Linked DNA regions of Zea mays: region 2 is linked to region 1. Evidence: chromatin contacts called from public Hi-C data. All regions are on one chromosome and are shown on one strand. Each heading gives the region's core, a stretch centred on a gene start, on an enhancer-like site or on the middle of the called end of the contact. The rest is flanking DNA. Distances are from core to core; before and after follow the strand shown.

Region 1 (3,692 bases), core at 675-3,174:
AGATCTGGATGGAGCTTGGCCGGACGCTGGCTACCCACGTCCATTGTGGTGCCACCGACCACGCCTTGCCAGTTCTGCGCTTGTCGGAGCTCGGATGCGGTGGGAGAGGGGCAGACGACTGCCCAGGGGAACTCGCCCGCGACGGCCATTAGGGGAGCTTGGAGAGGGGCGGCGCTGGTGTCCTTGGATCCATCAGCGTCGACCTCGCGAGCTAGGGCTAACGTAGATCCGGACATGGGCAGTCGTCCGCCAAAGCGACGAACGCGACGACGTCCTCGGCGCACCCGACGTGCGCCACGCCGATCTCCACGGAGGGCCTGCCGCGCCCTCCCCCTGCACGATGGTCGACATCACGAAGCCGCCCAGGGCCATAGCGCGTGGCCCAACTCGCCGCTGCCCCGCCTGGGGGATCCGGCTGTGGTCAGGTCGATGGCGAACCGACCGCCTCAGGCCGCTGGGACGCCGGACTCGGCCACGCACACGCCCGAGCCCGCGATGTTGCTGTTGTGGTCGGGCACCAGCTCGAAGCGGTAGCCCAGCTGAGCATCCCCGGAGCGGAGTCGGTGTGGATGCCGCATAGGTTTCGCGGAGGCGGGGGCACACGCGGAGAGGGGAGGCGGGGGCACGAAGATGGTCTACACTATTGCCTTAATAGATAGTAGAGATAATGATACTTCCCACAATGCACTGCATGACAGGTTAAGGTTTAATTCCATAATTTACTCATACGAGGGTCCGAACAACTCTTGACCATGAGCACGACTGATATACCAGTTTTATACTCTGCAGAGGTTGGACATCTTTACCCACAAGTCGTGTACCCTTTTTGCTCGGGGTTGTATGAACCCTTAGACACTTCCAAGGTGAGTTGGCGAGGGTACACTACGAGGCCTTACAAAGTTCCACTAGCATAAGAAAACCCGCTTCAGTTTTAGTCAGGAGGGGCGATATAGGAACCCCTCGTCCAAAAAGCTATGACAGACATATCGACCTGAGAACCGCCCTATACCGACAGCTTCTAACACCTCCCTTACCCCTTTCGGGAAAGAATTAACTCATACTAGCTTTCCTAATTAATTGGCCAAGGGCGCCCCATTTCACCCTTGTGGTAGCACTGTTTTCTCGGATGGTTCTCCATGTTCCAATTAACAAAATAATCTTATCATGAACAATAAAGAATCCATTGATAGTAATAATAAAGCATGATCATATTTCATATATTGCATTAATCCCAAAATCAGGTAGAGAAATAGCAAGACTATTCAATAATTATTTTGTATGCAAGGTGTAGGGTAAACAAAACTAGGTAACCTATTAGGTCCCATCAATTTAACCTAAACATGTCATGGTGATTATCAGAAACATAAACATTCCTAGATCAGAAAATGATCAAGAACACAACTTGCGTTCTCAGAGCTCATGCTCAGAATCTTCAACTTGCGGTGCTCCAGGTTCCTTGCTCACTTGCTCGTTTACTCGCCGCAATACAAACACACATTTTATAGAAAAAATTAACATCACACCAAACAAGAGAATACAATGCATAATATTATTCTACGCATCTCAAGGAATTCGTAGGTTCGAGAACCACTGAAATCAGAGTTAATACGTGAGAGATATGAATTATCTAAGTTATTGGATTTTAATCTATACTAATAATTAATTTTTAGAGGATTGTTCTGTTTTTCAAATTCATTTTTTTATTTTCTTCGACTAGGGACAACGAGTTATATTCCATAAGAGTTTGGGGTGAATTCTGTTAAAAACAGGACTCGTCGACAAATGTTTTACCATAGAGAGGGACTATGGGCGAAATAGGCAAAAAACCAGGGTCTCTTTAGCAAAAATGCCAACCGATGGGGTATCGGTGCGTGTGAGCCACACGATTTAATCTGGGCGGTCTAGATTAAATCCACCACATAATGAATTGGTATAAGATCCGAGCTGTCGGTTTAAAGATCTTCGGCCGAGATTTTATTTAAGATAGATCTTATCTCCTCCATCCATCCTCCAATCGACGATCGGGATAAAGAACCACGAAGCGGTGTTCATCTTTTAATCGCAGTCGTATGTCCAGGGATCAATGACTTGACTTCATCTCCCTCCATGACGGTAATAGGTGGCGGCGCCTAGCCCCAAGGCTGCGCCCTTGCCGGCCAACCCAAGCTCGAGCACCCACAATGAGCGCTGACACAAGCTATATAACGCTAGGGGTGACCATGAATTGAATGAGAGCATCCTCATCTAGGATTGGGAGGTAGAAGATGCTATCCACGATGTCCGTGCATTTCGCGGTGGTGGAAAATCTACGACGAGAAACCCCGGGCACCCGAGCCGCTAATCCTGCGAGAGAAGCCCACGTAGACCTTCCCTGCACCTTGGTAAAGCTCCCTGATCATTCGCCAATGGCTGAGCGGTGGTGCGTGACCAATAGCGTTGTTTGGTGGCTCCCTTCGACTCTCTCTGTTCCGTCGCACACTCTCGGAACTATGCCAGAACTCGCATGAATGGCCAGTGATGCGAGATAGGCACATATTTATACCCTACGCAAAGTAGGTGGATAGGTCTGATTCGATTGGACGATTTCCTAGCTGGATAGGCACATATTTATACCCTACGCAAAGTTAGTGGATAGGTCTGAGTCGATTGGATGATTTCCTAGCTGGAGATTTGGCGATTGGTTACGATCACAGTGAGTTCACTGTGGAGAAGACGTGTCTCATCGCCTGACCCCACACAGTAGAGACCTAGCTCATGTGTGAGACGTGTTTAGTTTGGCGAGGCCCACGCGGCAGAGGCAGAGGCGAGCGACATGCGCGGCGGTAGGGACTGACGTTGGTACCCCACATATTGGCACAAATTTTAAAGTTGGGCTTGTGAGCGGATGCGGCCCAAGCAGGCGTAGGTGAATTGTATTGAGTTGAGGCCTATATATACTTCACATAACCGGTCATTTGGAGGTGTGGGAGCTCAAGCAACATACCAAGACATATTGTAGACATTTCTAAGTGCTTATACACCCAAGTGCTTAATAGAATCACTCGGTGATTAGCGTAGGTGCTTTGCGAAGTGCTTATGTTAGTTAGACCGCTTATGCGCTTGCTCTAGGTGAATCCTAGTTAGTTGAGTGAGTTTAGAAAAACCATACAACCCCTCGGCTCTTGCGCAAGTCATTGTAATTGTATTGAGTGTGGTGAGAGTCTTGCGAGACAGTGACAACCGAGTTTATGTCATGGCCGCCACCATGTACCGATGGAAACGAGGCCCGCTACGTTTCGGCCGGAAGTTCGATAGTGGAGACGGTGGGGAGCGTCCGAGAGGAACCAGAAGCGGAGCACCACTTGCACATGGAGAAGGCCCGTGGCTCTCTATGGAGTTACTTGACCGAGGTGCTTGGCCCTTGCATGGGCTACCCTTTGCATAAGGGCACCAACGAGGATTAGTCGGAACCTTGCGTGGTTCCAGATTCCTCGGTAAAAATATCGGCGTCATCCACGAGAGTTTACATCTCTACCTTACTCTTTACCTTCCGCATTTATATTAAGTATTTAAGTTTCAATCTCGCTTTTCTAGTTAGATTATTTAGGATTGAAACTTAGGATTTGCGGTAGAGATAGCAACACTTAGACAAAACCTAATTTGCACATTCTAGATTGTTTAATTGGATAGGTTTTACTATAGGGATTTAATTG
Region 2 (3,613 bases), core at 1,098-3,597, 420 kb after region 1:
CACTCGAACCCGTATATTATAATAATGACTCTTTCTATATTGTACCTGTGAATGTAAATTAAGTTATTGTAACTCTTTCCGCTTTTACTACGATGGTATGTGATGTCTGTGATATGGATGAACGCTCATGTGAGATGTGAAGGAGATACAGGAATCAGGTCCTGTCAATCTATTGGGTGCATCTGCATGACTGTTGGAGGTCCTTACAAAGACATCTGGAGGTGGACCTAATATCTTGGGAGGTTTCCTGATAGTTGTGCCCACATATAAGCAACAACACAATCAAGATGATGACTCCTACTGACTAGACCACCATGTTGTGTCAACGCAACAGAGTTGTGAGGTTATTGATCGAGATACATGGGTTTTCAATTTCATAAATTTCATATTAGTAATATAGTTGCTTGATTGAGGGCTTGAAGTTGAAGGTCCCACCGCCAACTTCCTCGCAAGCTGCTCAAGAATTTCGAATGCTAGGTTTAGAATGCGTTTAAAAAACTATCGTACTCCTATGTCCCAATTTATAATTAGTTTAACTTTTTTACCAAGTTTGACCAGCTCGTCTTATTCTCATTCAATCATAAATAAAGTATATTATATGTTAAATAATATCATAGAAAAATTAATAATCATTATAAATTTTTAAAATAAAACAAGCCGGTCAAACTTGGTATAAAAAATCATACATATTATGAATTGGAACGTGAGGTATTTAAACAATGTTTATCTACGTGTTATATAAATATAAAAACCGTAGCAAAACATAAAAAACTAGCAATAAGAAAATCAAGTTTAGATTATGTTTGTCTAAGATGCTCATGGGAAAAAATAAAATATTAGCAATTCTGTGTGCTGGATGAATCTTGACACCACAGTTGCTGCCTTGGTGGTACGCTGTTTTCACAACGGAAGCGAGCTCTGCAGTTCAGAGCCCAGACTCTGCTATGCATGATGCTGCAGCAAACTACTAATCAGTCTAATCCGTCCGAATTATACTATTGCTGCGAGTTAATACGAACAATGACTGCAGCCTTCTAAAATGAAGGCATCTAATCCACGTACAACTATTATGACACCTTAGCCATCCAAATATGAGAGTAGAAGACAAGAAAGCTTAGGCAAAGCACAGGTAACTCATAATCAGTATAACAAACAAAGCTTCAGTTCTCCATCACAAACATGGCGGACTTAAATAGCAGAGTTCTGAAGGGAACATCTAAATGACAGTAATTAAAATTGTGGCATCGCCTCTACTACACTGTCCAAGAGATGGCATTCAGATAGCCCGCCCAGCTGACTTCAGCGGTACTGCAACAAAAACATAGACAATGCATTAGTTAATCAGTGATAGCAAGTCCAACCTAACTGGAGAAATTTCAAAACATTGCCATTGGCAACCAAATAATTGTCAGCATTTTAAGCATCATAACAAGAAAACATATAACCACAATTCATTCTTTAATTAAAAAAAGAATAGCAGCAGTATAGGTCAAATTTCAACAAAATACAATGGATGCGCTTGCAAGAAAGTAACATATCGTCAAAGAAAACTGTCTAAATAAATAGAAATACCAGAGTGCAAAATGTCCTCATCGAGCTGGCAGTAACTAACTCAAAAAAATATAATAGAACTATCAACTATATAGATTAGTATCAGACACTATGCACCATAGAACCATGGAGCACTGAAATCAGTATAGTGTATTGTTTTGGCGGCACCTGTTCCAGTATATTCAGTATAAATACCATGGTAAGCATCAATCACGCAGCTGTTTGAAGCTTATATTGTATACCTTGATGAAGCCAATGTCCTTGGCGTTGCTGCGGAAGCACTGCCTGCAGCACATCAGCCCGTACTTCCTGATCAGTCCATGAGGGTTCGCACAGACCCGGCTGCAAAAGCGAACAAGTACATCAGCACACTTACCAAAACAACACCACAAAATACTTGTGTCATACTCCATAACAACATGAATACAGACAAGTTCATAATTCCACTGGATGTACTAATCCACAATAGTCCAATCGATACACAAGCTCGAACACCATCGATCCTAGCGACGACAGCAGCTGCAAAAACCCTATCGACGGAGGAACCTAAATCCCAACCGAGCGAAAAGAATACTAACCCTACAACTTGGATTCGTTCAAAGCTATCATGCGGGAGAGAAACCCAATCAAACCCCTAACGCTACGCACCATGGCAAAAGGGAACGCACGTACCAGACGCGGGATCCGGGCCCGTAGTTCTTGGGGTGCGAGTTCCACACGTTGGAGTGCCCCATCGCCTCTTACTTCCGCCGCCGCAATCGCTCGTGAGGAATAGATGGAGAGTGGCGGTGCCGTTTGGAGAAGCGGAAGTTTATATAGCAGACGCCGCGAGCTAAACCCTAACGCAGGAGCTTGTCCGATTGGGCCGAGCAATCCGTGGTTCCATAGTCCTATTATTGGGCCGAAATGAAGCTCCTGGTCCAGTTTCTTTGTGGTTCAGTCCAACTCTCTCTATATCTGTACATTTGGGCTGGTCTGGCACGTCACGGCACATAGCACGGTCCATAAAGGCACGGCTCGCAAAAGCATATCTTTACTACTCTATAAAAGAGCAAAGTAAGCGTCCACCACCGCTTCGTGGCTCCGCTCCCGCACCCGTCCTCGCGATGCCCGCCCAGTCCCCGTAACGCACGCCGCGGTCCCCCACGCCCTCGGCAAGGGCGTTCGCCCCAAATCCGCGTCCCTGCCATCTTCCGCCCCGGATCCGCGTCCACATCCACACTCTCCATGGAAGGCGTCCGTGATGCTCACGTCATCCCTAAACCCTGCTCGGTCTCCATGGAAGGGTCCTCCACCTTCGCCCCAGATCCGCGTCCCAGCCATCCTCCACCTCGGATCCGCGTCCGCGTCCACGCTCCCCGCTCGGTCTCCATGGAAAGGTCCTCCACCCGCGGACCTCGCCCCCACCGCACTCGTCCTCTATATGGGGGAGAAGTTTCCATCCAAATATTTGGGGCAGACCTCCTCGCCCCGCATCTCCCTTGCCATCCACGGATCTGGCCCCGCCCCGGATTCTGCTCGCGTTAAGGGCCAGTACTCGGCGCGGGCGGCCCAGAGCGCAGCGCTGGTCGCGTACCGGTGCCTCAGCGGCAGCCCCAAGAACCGGCTGGACATGTCCACCGTCGTCCAGGCGCTGGAGCCCCTGCTCGACCTTGACGACGACGTGCCTGTGGCACCCCTGGGCCACGCCGGCCCCGTCGTGTTATTCGTAGCGGCCGTCGTGGAGGAGAAGAAGGAGCGGGCCCCAAGGAAGGACGTCCTCGGCCACCGGCGCAGGTCCATGTCGCCCAAGGCGAGCCCTAGGAAGCACCCCAGCGCCGGCACCAAGGACGAGTTCTGGGTGTGGCATCTGCCGACCGACCAGAAGACACGTCCGAGCTTGGGCGGTGTTGTGCAAGCGTGTGCGTGAGGCAAGCTGGCGAGGTGCTATTGGGGCTGAGATTGTGCCTTGGACCAAATTATTGTTTTTCAGTCTGCTGTTACGGTGAGATGAGATGCAGAGTGTCGCCGTCGTCGGTCTCCGACTCCTGCGGAAGAAGCTCAGCAGACCCCTACGGTGTCC

Evidence for each region. Hi-C and Micro-C count contacts between places; a contact is called where the count stands out from the background.
Region 2: a contact with region 1 is called in a Hi-C map of leaf, with 3 times the contacts expected there. The contact joins the promoter of LOC100284803 here to the enhancer-like site in region 1. A contact is called at or near these places in 4 of 25 Hi-C or Micro-C datasets (ear, endosperm, leaf and 1 more).

The regions. Positions count from the first base shown.
Region 1 is chr3:135,906,132-135,909,823 of Zm-B73-REFERENCE-NAM-5.0, forward strand. It overlaps the pseudogene LOC103652201. Among protein-coding and RNA genes, the nearest start is that of LOC100286003, 18 kb to the left of the region's middle. Within about 2 kb of position 1,925, at least 17 of the 20 cell types and tissues checked have an H3K27ac peak or open chromatin away from gene starts, as enhancers often do. A contact at or near this core is called in ear, endosperm, leaf and 1 more, where this site is marked.
Region 2 is chr3:136,329,340-136,332,952 of Zm-B73-REFERENCE-NAM-5.0, forward strand. It overlaps LOC100284803 (40S ribosomal protein S29), which reads right to left and starts at 2,348. Exons shown (of 3, transcript NM_001157698.3): 1 at 2,224-2,348; 2 at 1,794-1,893; 3 at 1,115-1,308. The coding sequence starts at 2,285. The coding sequence ends at 1,300.